Linked DNA regions of Rattus norvegicus: regions 1 and 2 are each linked to region 3. The links are chromatin contacts, called in public Hi-C maps. All regions are on one chromosome and are shown on one strand. The core of a region is the stretch at or near the end of the contact, and the rest is flanking DNA. Distances in the headings are between cores, read along the strand shown. Region 1 overlaps Acoxl (acyl-CoA oxidase-like). Region 2 overlaps LOC102555576 (a long non-coding RNA gene). Region 3 holds the start of Bcl2l11 (Bcl2-like 11).

Region 1 (4,247 bases), core at 932-3,431, 240 kb before region 3:
CCAGTATTTTGGCTCCTTATATGTCATTGTGGTCTTTTTTATTTTTCCCTCACTTATGACTGATAGTTTACCTGAGACTTGTAACTTGAAAATAACTTCCCCCAAAACTTCTGTTTCTCCATTATCATTTTGCTTCCAGTCTGTTTGTGGGAAGCTGTGTCTCTGTAGTGTGCCTGCACTTTTTTTCCTTCTGCGAGTTGTTTGTCTTGAGTGTGTGGGGATGTCTTAGTAATGTATCTAGGTTTGGGTTTTCATTCATCCTGTGTGGCATCTGGCAGGCCCTTTCAATTTTTTTTTTTTGGTTCTTTTTTTCGGAGCTGGGGACCAAACCCAGGGCCTTGCGCTTCCTAGGCAAGCGCTCTACCACTGAGCTAAATCCCCAGCCCCAGGCCCTTTCAATTTTAAAGCCTTGGTCTCCTTTCCTCTGGGGATTGTTGTCTTTACTTAGAAGTCTACTTATTTAGAGGTGACTTGGCACCTCTTTTGTGTATTCCCTCTTACATTCTTATAGACTTGTTCTCTAGGAGATATTTTCCTGATTTTACTTTTATTTGCACAATTGTGTTTACTTTGTAAGGGTCCTTTCTGTGTTGTCCATTTGTTTGGAGTAGTCTGTTGTTTTCTAGACATAACTATGGGCTGAAGATGAAGAGTTCTGCTCTGTGAGTCAACTCTTTTCTGTAAGAGCAATGGGGTTGACTATGAAAATAAAAAAGGTTGAGACAGGCCAGCAGTTATAGTCAGAATGATATGAATACTGTTATGAGTGGGGTCAGAGAATCACCAAGCTTAGCTTCAACCATGCACTGAGGCGTCCCCCAAAGGCCTCACACTGAGGTTTGAAACCCAGGTAGAAGTTAGTTGGTAGAAGGGACAGTCCAGGCATGGAGGACGCATGGAGTCACAGAGTAGTGAACAGTGTGGTCTAGTTGTGGTGCCACACAGGAACTAACGTGGGCTAAGTTTCCCTGCGATGCTTGAAGGCAGTGGATAGCAGGGAAGCTGCAACGGAGGCTCACATGCAGGAGGAAGAGGGAGAAGGTTGAATATTTAGACTCACTGTCCTGACAGCTGGCTAATGGATGGGGAGCAAAGCATTGACCATTGGAACCACCATAAAGATCTGAAGAAGACATGTACATTGCAAATGGAGAAGTAGCAGGGAAGGGAAAGACCATGGCATATGTGGAGAGGCCAGATAGAGAGGGCTGGGCTCGCTAGAGATGGATCAGGGGTGGGTCTTTCTCACGGGGGTGATGGGTCAGGGATGTGTCTGGGCTCGCTGGGGTGATGGGTCAGGGATAGGCAGGTCTGGGTTGGGTCAGTGTATGGCTTGAATTTTCCTAAGGAGTTGAGGAGGAGGATATCTTCTGCACTTCCACAGCAGAGACTCTTTCTTAAATGTTCAAAAACTCAATCCACCATGTAGCAATAATTGAGTGACTTGCCTCACCAAAGAATTTAGGAACAAGAGGGCAAATATGATGTTTTTTGATAACCATTGTCCCTTCTGAACTGAGAACAAGGCTTGGTACTAAATGTCTAGTAAATAAATCATGAACACATGATGGATGAATGGATGGATGGATGGATGACTAACAGCATTGAAGGGAGAGGTTTCTTTGGTAGAGAATAGATGAGTTCAAATCATAATGCTATGGGGATTTGGTGTGGGCCACATGGCTTTCTATTTACTACCTATTAATTAATATTATTTATTATCTCCATATAAGCCATTTCGTGGCCTTCCTTTTATTGTTTATTAGTATTACTTATTGTGTATTTATTTCATGGAACCTGGGGCCTCGTGGCATTTTAGGCATGCACGATACAACTGAGCTGCTTTCTCAACCGTTAGACAGAGGCTTCTGAAATATATGAAGAGCCCTAGACTCCTAAGTGAAACTTATAGAAAAACAGACATAATACTTCCATTGCCAGTCCAGAGCTGTGTTATAATCTTGGGGCTAGCCTGCCCCCGGGGCATTTCAGTCTGGGCAGTGAGTACGAAGGCAGAGAAGTCTGTGCTTATTTCCTACAGTGCACATTTGCTCCTTGGCTACCCTTGCAGACTGCTCGTCGATGAGCCTCCTGGGTCTGACGATATTGTCAGTGTGACTGAATCGCTATTCTGGGCAGATGACACATAGCCCAGGGACTGTCTCTTGTTCTCTAAAGACGACTGTGTAATAGGATCACAGCTTCATAGTGCACTTCAGGCCACACTGTGGAGCAGCTGGGCTAAGGGGCTTTATACCTGAGTAAGAGAAATTGATCCCAAACCCCAGTGACACAGATCTTATTTTAGCTCTTCAAACAGACTACACTGTCACTTCTACACAGGCTACACTGTCACTTCTGCACAGGCTACACTGTCACTTCTGCACAGGCTACACTGTCACTTCTGCACAGGCTGGTCCTCCCACCTATGACTGATGCTTCCTTTCTTAGGCACTGGTTCTATTAAGTGGATGTTGTGTATCCTTCAGAGAACTTTCCTTTACAGAACTTTCAAAGTGCTTTGTTTATTCCAGTCCCTGATGTGAACTCTGTATTTGCTACCAGAAGGTGTGTGTGTGTGTGTGTGTGTGTGTGTGTGTGTGTGTGTGTATGTGTGTGTAGGGGTGTGGTGGTGAGGGCATTATACAGTACCAGGCACATAGGAGACTTTCAGTAGTTATCTGTGACTTGAATGTAGCCTATCACAGTATCTCTATGCTAAGGAAGTCCGGGAGAACAGAGGGGAGCTATGCACAGTGGTATCTACAATGGAATGGACTCCTCCTCTGTACACATGTTCTTACTCAATGTCTGCTGCAGCTCCACCATGATGCCTCTTTACAAATGGAAGACAGGCACTCTGGGAGGTGAGGTGGCTTGGCAGTGGAGTTCTGTGCCCAGCCTTGTCCTTCATTGACTTCAGTCTCTACAAACTTCATGTTATAGCTGGGCATAGTGGTGCATAACTTTAATCCCAGTACTCAGGAGGCCTGGGTAGAAGGATATCTGTGGGTTTGAGGTCAGCCTAGTCTACATAGTGAGCTCTATGATAGTCAGGACTTCTCTCTCTCTCTCTCTCTCTCTCTCTCTCTCTCTCTCTCTCTCACCTTCCCCCCACAAAACAAACTTCCTCTTGTCTCTGAGCCTTTATTTTAAGGCTCATTGTCTGACTAGAGACATAAAGACAGAAATATGGATATATTGAGCTCTAAAGGAACAATATTTTGGGTTTTTAGAAATGTAAACGCTTGACTTTTGGGCTGAGCTGAACCACGCAATATTTTAAAAATGTCCTCCTGTCAAAAATGTCCTCCTGTCCATCTCCTTGATTGTGTTGCCTGAGTCTTGAACTTGACTTTTGTGTTCAGGGATCTTCCAGGTCAGGTAATCTGAGTCAAGGGCATTAGCTCAATATTGACCCGATAGAGTCATGTTTTCTTTGTGAACTTTCATCTGGTAATAAAGTTGGTACGGGCAGACTTTTAAAAAATATTTGCATATCTCATTTCCTTGCCTAATCAGTGTTGTGAGAATAATGTCCTACTTTCCATGCTTGAGTGATCAGCTGCGGTATTGTAAGGCACCAGGGGCCGGCTCACTACAGCAATTTCCTTTTCTTACATTTTCCATCTCATCCCAGCTTTGCTGCAACCCACGTGCTGGACTTTCGGAAACAGAACTCATCCCACCAGCAAAATGATACCATCTGGGCACGGCATTTGCCCCCAATTTAAAGGGCACCTTTCACAGATGCATCATGGGTCCAAGCATCCTCCTTGGATGTGCTTAGTGAAGGCGTATTGGATACCTAGACTCCACGTTAAAAGTCCTTTAAGGAAAGAAGAGAGAGCCATTAGGTTTAAGGATGGCTTTTTTGTTTTTTGACATGTCCCTATGATTACTCATGACCTTACAAATTGTTTAGTTTATAGCTCACAGCTAGGCTAAAGATGTCAGATGCCTCTTTTCATCCCCGTCCACTAACAGTGTATTTAACACCTCTGCCCCCAAGGTAAGGTAGTGAGGACATGTATACTAGTGACATTTTGTGATAAAATACCTGACTGAAGCAACTAAAAGGAAGAGAAGTTTATTTTGGCTCACGATTTTACAGAATACAGTCCATCATTGCAGGAGAGACATAGGCGAAGGCTTGGTCCATGGTGATGGGAATTAATCATGGAGCTTGTTCCCATCTATTGCCCACTTGGAGCCAGAGAGCTTGGGTTTTGGCTGTAACCCTCAAA
Region 2 (4,340 bases), core at 393-2,892, 140 kb after region 3:
TTCCCTGCCAAGCTGACCATCTCTGCTTCTTTGTGAGTTTCTTCTCTGTGTCTTTTGTCTCCTTGTTCTGGGTATTGATTCCTGGAAGCTGAGGAATAAAAACATTGGCAATGGCCTCGTGTCTCCTGCTGGTGTTGATGGGCATGGCTCCAAAGCTTCAGAGCTGATTTCAGTGTTTACATTTTTTGGTGAGTATCTTTGTCACACTAAAGAAATTTCCTATAATTCCTACTTTGAACACTCAGCTCACTTACTTTCAGCCTTTCATAATCTTATGATAAAATCCTCACTGGCCACACCCCTGGGTTTGGACACTCAGATCACAGCTGACACATAATAATTTACTATGCCCAGTCCAATACATTTCACCTTTAAATCACCGTTCAGCATCTGAGTAATTGCTAAGTGACCATGGGGTTGTCAAACATGTGAGTTTTGGAAGATTTTCCAGTTGATGTTTCCTGCAACAGGCTTAGATTAAATGCAACACCATGTAATGTTGGTGAAGTATAGGTGTTTGTAAAGGCTCTTGTAACCTATGGTTTGGTTAAATTTTAAGTTCTCTGCACGTCTTCAAAAAAAACAAGGACTATCTTCAGTTGCTAAGCTTTTCACACATACACATATACATGTAATATTTAACATATACACACAACCACATATGCACAAACATACACACAACATATATGCGTGTGTACACATGCAAATATGCACAGTAAGTATGTACAAATATAAGCATATATGCAAATATACATATATATACACGTGCATAAGTGCAATATACAGGCACACATATACATATATGCTTATATATACACATATACATGAACATGCATATATAGATAGTGCACATACTTATACATACTTAGATGCATGCAGATAACATACACATACTTATACACATACTCAATGTTACACAATGTACACATACATATTCATGTAGATACATGCACATACATTGAATAATACTCCCAAATCTTTCATGTATGGACAGTGTTTTTCTTGTCTTAAAGATGATGTCTTAACTTTTGATGAAGTTAGAGGAGACAAGATTCATACCTGTGGTTCTGTCCATTGGGTTTCTGTCCATTTGTTACTTGGCCTCAGAACACAAAGGACCTGACCACTACTTTTGGCACCTGTGGTGTACAGCTCCCAGCCTTTCTGTGGTCACTTGTCTTGAGTGACATCGTCACCTTCGGCTGTCATTCATTCCGTCTCACAGTAGCTGAGTCGTGGCCATGCGCATCTGCTGCATCTGATGACAGATTTCAGAGCGTAAACCAGTTTGTGAGCGTGTGTCTTGCTAGTAAGTTATTGTTCCCGCTTTCCCAAGCCTGCTGCATACCAGGAGTGGGGAGAAGCCACTGTGCCCTGGTCTGCAATCAGCAGGGGACCATGCCCTGCACACCAAGGAGGCCACTCTCCCAAAGCAGCCAGGACTGAGAGCAGCCACGTAGCTGGCACTTGATGACTGTTTTGTGAATAAAGTTCCTAACTCAAGGCCCACCCTAGTCCGTTTGTCCCTTGTCATTACTAAGCACCCATCCTGTGCCTGTCCCTGGAATCACATGGAGTTGAGCTGAGGCCCTGGTGGAAGAAACTCTTCCTGCAGTGGGGAAGTTATGAGTGACTCAACTCCCTAGCCACATGATGTCAGGCGCAGTCAGAACACCCACAGAATATTTGAAAGCCTCGTGGGGACCACAGTACTCCCTGCCTTTCACCAACAGTTAGGTGACACCAATTAGTGGCTGTCTCTAGGCGAGATCAAAGCTTACCACTGTCTTACCAGGGGTAGGGTAGGTCAGACACACCAAAGCCAAGAAGCAAAGTTTAAAAGGACCCATTCTCTTTCAGGTGTCAGCTCTGCCCTTGCAGGGACCTGGGAAGAGTGTTTTCTTAAACAAGGCATCCTGGATACCACGTCTTTTTCTACAGTCCTGGCTCTGGTCCCCACCATTCCCTACTGCCTCCCCAGCAGAGAAGTAATGTACCAAGGGGGCACCTCTTACCTTCTCTGTTGCTCCACTGTTATCAAAGTAGCCTCCCTGGTTTGTTTATGTCCAGCACAAGGGAGTAAACACAATATAGATTGGGGTGCTGGGGGGAGGTCTTGAGTTTCATCTGCCTAATTCACCCATTACATTCCTCATAGGTTTGAGATGCAGTGGTTTTTAACGATGAGTGCCAAGGGCAAACCTCCCACAATAGGAGCTTTGCTCACACAAGGGGAACTCTGATCTTAGCAGAGGCCCGAGGGAGGGAGGCTGGAGGGTGCTTCTGAGGTGAGGCCAGCCTGGTTGCTCATAGGGTTCCAACCTATAACTGGGGCCGGACTCAAACATTACAAGACAGTTACAACAAGACTTCCTGGTGTGTGGTGGAGCCCTTAACAAGATGAGGACATAGGAAGTTGGCCATTCGCTTTGAGTTAAGTGAACTTGAAGCAGGGACATCTGGGCACAGTGCAGCTACAGGGGTCAGGGCTGGGAGTGCAAGCCTTCCCTTCCCCAGAGGCTTCGAATTCCCCTCCACACTAACCCCCCCAGCCCTCCTTGTTATCTGTCTGAGGGAGGCTGTTGTTTCAGGGAAGAGATAAAAGTTAATCACAGATTGGGACTGCATGGAAAATAAGAAAATATCGATGACTTCATTCACCTGAGTACCCGCCTGGGGGAAGTGTTCAGCCTTTGCGGTGGTCAGACCAGTTCAACCAGTTCTTGTTTTTTAAAATACAGGCCTGGACTTAAACAAAGGCCTGGACCCATGAATAGGGGGCATTCATTAGCAGTTCTGAGTCACCCTGCAGACCTACTGCGCACCCTCATTTGTCTAGACAGAGCACTGCAGCTTTTCTCTGTTTATTCCTCTAGCTGTCTTTTCACTGGACACCCCCAAGGCCCTCCTCTCTCATTACAACCCTTATCTGGTCACACATCACCCTAGAGACTCCCAAACAGAAAGCCAGACCAGGAGCACACACCAGTTGCCAAACACTAGTGCCAGTGTTCAGGGCTGGACAAGTCCTCAATTCTGGCCCTCGGAGATGAACACCAGAGAACTAGTAGTTCTTGAGGGAATGCGGCGAACTCCGGATAGAATTTGAGCTGAGTCTGAGTTAAAAGTGAAAATGGTTTTTATGGTTAGTACCAGAGTGTTAGGCAAATACCATGTGGCACCTGGGGACATAGCTGGAAGCAGGATGCTAACCTCTGTGTTTTAAATCACCAGGCCTCCTAGGCAGGGACAGCAAAGCCTGCTCTTCTGGGAGAATCCCTTCATACACTGAAGCTGTGAGCTTATGTGGGCTGAAGCAGCACTAGGTGGAGGCTAAGGCAAGGGACCTAAGATATTGGGGGCTGAGAAACTGAACCGAGCCCAAAGGAAGCCGGGAAACAGAAAGAGACACACGAGATACCTTAGGTTAGTAGAATGCTTGCCTGGCACTCAGCAAGCCTTGGATTCAATCCCAACACAGCGTCCAGTGTGTGTGGTGGTACACACGTGTAGTTACAAGACTCACAAGTTCTTGGTGGCAGAGGCTACTTAGGGATTTCAAGGCCAGCCTGAGCTACATAATGTTCTGTCTCACTGAAAGGAAACAAAAAGACTAAGTGTATCCTTTCTTTTTTCTTTTTAAAACAGAAACAAAATAACCACAAATTACAAATGAAGGAGATTCCTGCTTGGTAGCAGCATCGGAAAGGTCGAAGTTCTTGCTTGTCTCTCCACTTAGAATGTACTCTTTCTGGTCTTTTGTTAGTAGATGCCAATATGTCCCTGTTCCTACCAGAACCTTCTATGTACTTTAATCTTCCTGGGCCTTTCATCCTTGGACTCCATCTCCTAACCTACCCTGACATCCTGACATTCATCCTTTCAATCATCCCCTTCTGGCATAGTGGTATAACTCACTTCCATGGTGTGCTTCTGAGGATGCCTTCGGGGTAGAGACGAGCCTCGGAGAGTGCGTGGCTCCAGAGGCTTGAGTGGATAAGAAGCTTTGGTGGTGGATTTTGATGGTGTCAGTATTGCTGACAAGTGGATCTCAGGACTATTAGAGCTAGAAAAAAGATGCTCTGAGGGTCCAGGACAGAGATAGTCCAGAGAAGGCAGTGGGAGGGACCTCAGGAGAGCTAAGGAAGAAGAAGCCCTCTGCCGTGAAGAGTCAAGGGTTCCACCAAAACGGTGCCTCCTTCCTAGTCTGCATCAGGTTGTTGTATTTGGGAGAACAGATGAGGAACCTGCATACAGGTACCACACATTAACTGGTACGATGGTGCCCAGGAGGACAACAGTGTCCTGGAGACCGAGGCAGGGGGAAGTGGAGGCAGGGG
Region 3 (4,590 bases), core at 634-3,133:
AAATGCCCGCGGCTACCTTACTTGAGGCACTTGGTGGAAGCTCCCCTGACTGCCTTGTTCGCGGGTGATGCAAGAGCCTCCGCCTCCAGCCCGGCTTCCTAATTCAGCCCTAAATAAGAGCACATAGCCCAGTCCGTTGCTTTCCCCAGTGCCTGTAAATTTTCTTTTAGTGTGTCCAGGGTTGCAAAATCGGAAGACTCCAGAGCAACCTGCTCCTACGAAGAAACACCGGAGCTTTCCCCACCCCCAACCCCCCCATCCCTGTGTGGTTCTTCTCTAGTCTAAGGCTGAGGCGCCTGGCTGCCCGCTGAGGGCGTGGAGCAGGCAGACTTGTTACTGGTTTTGGACTCCCGGAGTAGCAGCAGCAGATTGGGCTGCATGGGTGGGATGCCGAGTGGTCGGTCAAGGCACAGTACTGGTTCACAGCCTTGGTCAAGACAGACCTGCATCCATGCCCTTGCCCTGTGCTCTCTTATAGCGATCGTCCCTCACCTCCAGCAAGGCTTTGTCCTGAGCCCCCCAGTTTCCCTGGGAACCAATAACTTCTTAACCAATAACTCGCTCAGGATTCACCTAAGAGCCAAGATTTAGCCTGGGGCTTTGCTGTGTCACCGTGACGTTAGGTCCGCTTATAAACATCAAAATGACCAAGATGGTCCAACGGTGGGACGACAGGCCACCTGACACTTGTTCCTCATGAAAAGGCCATGTCCCTCTTGCTGCCAGCCTGGATGCAGGTTGGGTAGCCCTTAAATCGAGTTTCTTTAATCCTCACGTGTGGGGACGATCCATTTCCAGACCAGCTACTCTCGGCCGCCGCTGTGAGAGAAGAGGTTGGGGGTGGGGACGCACATGGCACCATTGACTTCGAGACTTCGGTTAGGGTCACGAAGGCCTCAGGAGGGTCAGGGGATTTTTCAACCCCCTTCTGGCTTTCCTAGCTTGCCCTGAATTCCGCTGTTCCGCGGCCGCCAGCTTCAGCGGGCCGATGGGTAGACAGTTCCAGGCGGTACTCTGTGAGCCCAATAAATTTTGAGGATCCCAGTACAGCTCATGGCGCAACAGTCTTTATTTGGTAGCCCACCTCCTTTTCCTTGTTTATTCTTTTCGAGTTAACTTTCTCATTCCCCTATTTTATCTGCTTTATCGTGCACGCCCATCGCTCCCCGAAGCCTCCCTGGTCTCTCAACTGTCCTTCCCACCACCAGCTCTGCACTGGGGAAACAAACATATAGAACACAAAAACAACAACAACAAAACAAAACAACACACACACACACACACACACACACACACACACAAAACCAGGGAGAGCCTAAATGAGGACAGAAGGCGGCGGTGATGAAGAGTCCCGCTTGTGGCATAGCCGAGGAAGGGCAAGCATCTTTCTGATCTGGGTCCCCGGAGGCCAGGAATTCTTGGAAAGGACAGTACCCATCCTTGCACCAATCTAGTCCCTTTGGTTTGGGGCTGAGAAGCTCCGCAAACCAAGGGAGCAGGGGCGCCTCCTGAGGCTTCCAACTGGCGGCCGCGGCCAGGCTGGACACAGAGCAGCGTGCCCTGAGCGCCCCCTAAGTTCCGCTCTGCGAGGTGGCCGCCACGGGCGGACCGGGAGGGGCGGGTACATTCTGAGTGGAGGATGGGCGTGCATGCAGCTGCCCACAGGCCAAGTCACTAGGGTAAACACGCCGGGGTGGGCGGCGCACGCAAACTGCAGGACAGCCGGTGGGGCCACCCTCCCCACTACCTGTCGCAGCCTGCACGCGCCAGCGGCCTGGGGGCCGTGGGGGGTGGGACTTACCTTCCGGCTTGCCCGGGCCGGACTGAGCGGGGGGCGGAGCCCGCGGTGATTGGGCGCCGGAGCGGGGGCTCAGTAAGAGCAGAGTGGCTGGGGCAGGCTGCTTTCACTTCGCTCCCCGCAGGCACTGGGTCAACAGCTTGTTGGAGCTCTGCGGTCCTTGCCGCCGCCGCCGTTGTCGTTGCAGTCACCGGATTCCTGCAGCCGCTCCGCGAGCTGTGTTCCACTTGGATTCACACCACCTCCGCTGCCCCCGCCGCCACCGCCTCGGCGCCCTTCCCCTGGCCCTCGTCCACCCAATGTCTGACTCTGATTCTCGGACTGAGAAACGCAAGGTAAACACTCCTCGACTCCCGGGGCGCAGGCTGGGGATGGATAGAAGACAGGCGCCGCAGCCACCTCTGCGGCTTCATCTGTCTCTGGTGTCGCACGTGCGGGTGGAGGCGCTGGTTTGTCCCGCGTGGCGCGCGGCTGCAGGAGGCGAACGCTGGGAGTCGGGTCGAGGTCTCTGCGTGCCAAGGCACTTCTGGGGAAGGGTCGTGGGCACAGAAGCTGCGGGCTCTTAGCCGAAGACCGGGTTGGGCCGGGATGCTGCACGAGGGGCCGCTGAGGCATCTCTCGCGGGCCAGGAGGGCGCGTGGTCTCGGCTTGGAGCGGAGGTCCCGCTTCGTAGTGCCCGTAGTGCGTCCAGCCGGGAAGCGTCGCCGCGACCCAGACGGCCCGGGAGAAGTAGCCGCGCAGTAGCGGCGGGCGGGTAGACTTAACTCTTCGCTGGCGCGGGTTCATTGCGGAGGTTTGAGTATTAAAATCACACGCGCCCAGACTTTGCTTGTACTCACTCAAGCCAGTTTGGCCACAGTGGTCAATTTCGCCTTTCCGGATGTCGCGGGCGGCCCGGTTCTTTTTGCGAGCGTCCTGTGGATATTGAGGAGCGCCGTATCTACAGGAGACAAGAGACCCCGTAAGCCCCCTAGGATCACTTAGGCTACGCGTGTTCCGAGCTCCAGCCAGCTGACTGCCCTGTCTACTCCTTCTAGCCCGATCGCACCAAGACCCAGTCGCATAGGCTAGCGGACCCCTGAGCTCGCGAGCCTAATGCACCCGAGGCAGGCACTGCTTGTGCAAGGCTAACTGAACAGTGGGGGCGGAGGTCTGGATGTGCACGCCCGAGACCGGAGAGGGTCGTTCATATTTGGTGCATGTCGGTAGCACATGGGGGCACAGCAGGTGAAGTTGCTAAGAAGTTCGGCTAGGGACTGCGGGGGCCGTTAGGGCCTTTGCCCGGAGTGGCCTGGAGTGTGATCGTGGCCCCATGCGGATCTCCGAGGGGTGCGGGTCTCGCTTTGTCTCTAATGTCCCGATGCCTTGGCGGCGGGAATTCCCGCAAGGCGCGCGGCGTCCGGGCCGGGCCCTGGGGCGGGGCGGGGCGCAAAGCAAAGCAGCCCGGCCCCCTAAGTTCCAGCCGTAGCTGCGGCGGCCGGCACAGTCTGCGCGGCGCTGGGAGGCGAGTTTGTCAACAATCGCCTTGCCTTCGGCTGCCTGACCCGTAGGCGCCGCCCCCGCCGCCTCTGCCCATTGGTTACGGTGAGGAGCGACTGCGCGCGGGCCAATGGGGAGCACTAGCAGCCGGCGCCAGGGGCGCAGGGCTGGCGGTGCCCGCGCGGCGGCGGGAGCTGCGCGCGAGGGGCGGAGCGGGAGGAGGCGGAGGATGATCCCGGCGGTGGCCGGTGCAGCGCGAGCCAGAGGCGCGGCGCGCGAAACCTTGGGCTCCCCGGCGGAGCGTGGCGGAGGGCGGACGGGCAGGCGAGGGGCCCTGGAGCCCAGGACCCGGCTTTGTTTCCCTTGCCTTCTCGGTGGCTACGTGCAGGGGTCGTCCGATCGGCACAACACGCTGCGCTCCGAAGGGAAGGGGCGGACGTGAGTCTCCGTGTGGTGGCCCGGGGAGGGAAAGAGTCAGCCTTGCGCCGGGTATTGCCAAGCGCACGTAGCTAGGTGTGGAACTTTCAAAGGGATGTCTCTGAAGGCCCCCATTTGGAAGTGTGCACATTTCGGCAAGGTTGCACGGGAGAGAAGTGGTTTAGTGTTTGGGGTGGCGCTCAGGGCAGGCAGCAGGAGGGACCTTGCGGCCGAGGGCGCCCGACCCGGGCGGAGCTGCGCTCGGAGTTACAAACTCTATTGTGACGCACTTACTACGACTGACGGCCGCTGCCAAACCTTCTCCAGACTTGCTGCCCTCAGCATTTTCGGCAAACAATGGGGCCGGAGCAGGGAAGGCGGCCAGCCGCCTGCAATCTCTGCATCTGCGCCGGCTCCTGTGCTCCAGCGCCGCATCTGAGCCCGGGAAATGGGAGCCCGCTGGGATTTTCAGACTTGATTCAAGTTTGTCCTGAAGGAAAAGCACGAAATGTAGACTTCCCATGAGCTGCTTCTCCTAAAACTTCTGTGGTTGTGTATGTGCGTGAGCGCACCAACTGACTCCACAAGCTATGGAGTTGATACTTTGTTTTGTTTGGTAGTCTGATTTAGTTTCACCCTGCATCAAAATAAACACACCTTCATTATTTTGGGTGCACTTTTGATCTTACTTGGAAGATAGTCAGAAAAGCAAACAACATAACAAAGAATCTGAGGTTGACTCTAGAATTCTTAACGAGTGGATGAAATGATTTTAAAACTTAATTTGCTGAAGATAATCGTTTTGTTGTCTCTCCTCCCCTCCGGTTTCCTTGCAGAAAAAAAGACCAAATGGCCAAGCAACCTTCTGATGTAAATTCTGAGTGTGACAGAGAAGG

What was found. A called contact is a pair of places that touch in the nucleus more often than the background predicts.
Region 1: a contact with region 3 is called in a Hi-C map of psoas muscle, with 4 times the contacts expected there. The contact joins the enhancer-like site here to the promoter of Bcl2l11 in region 3. A contact is called at or near these places in 10 of 12 Hi-C or Micro-C datasets (the A7r5 cell line, Schwann cells, frontal cortex and 5 more) and 1 of 1 datasets of contacts at active chromatin or transcription factors (oligodendrocytes).
Region 2: a contact with region 3 is called in a Hi-C map of Schwann cells, with 5 times the contacts expected there. The contact joins the enhancer-like site here to the promoter of Bcl2l11 in region 3. A contact is called at or near these places in 5 of 12 Hi-C or Micro-C datasets (Schwann cells, kidney, liver and 2 more).

Annotation. Positions count from the first base shown.
Region 1 is chr3:135,580,585-135,584,831 of GRCr8, forward strand. All of the region lies in intron 9 of Acoxl (acyl-CoA oxidase-like), which reads left to right. Among named protein-coding and RNA genes, the nearest start is that of Acoxl, 68 kb to the left of the region's middle. Within about 2 kb of position 2,182, at least 5 of the 93 cell types and tissues checked have an H3K27ac peak or open chromatin away from gene starts, as enhancers often do.
Region 2 is chr3:135,960,714-135,965,053 of GRCr8, forward strand. LOC102555576 (a long non-coding RNA gene) reads left to right here. Exons shown (of 4, transcript XR_010064889.1): 4 at 1-115. Among named protein-coding and RNA genes, the nearest start is that of Bcl2l11, 140 kb to the left of the region's middle. Within about 2 kb of position 1,643, at least 8 of the 93 cell types and tissues checked have an H3K27ac peak or open chromatin away from gene starts, as enhancers often do. A contact at or near this core is called in Schwann cells, where this site is marked.
Region 3 is chr3:135,818,159-135,822,748 of GRCr8, forward strand. It overlaps Bcl2l11 (Bcl2-like 11), which reads left to right and starts at 1,884. Exons shown (of 4, transcript NM_171988.3): 1 at 1,884-2,133; 2 at 4,531-4,590. The coding sequence starts at 4,544. It overlaps Acoxl (acyl-CoA oxidase-like), which reads left to right. Exons shown (of 19, transcript NM_001415677.1): 19 at 1-2,133.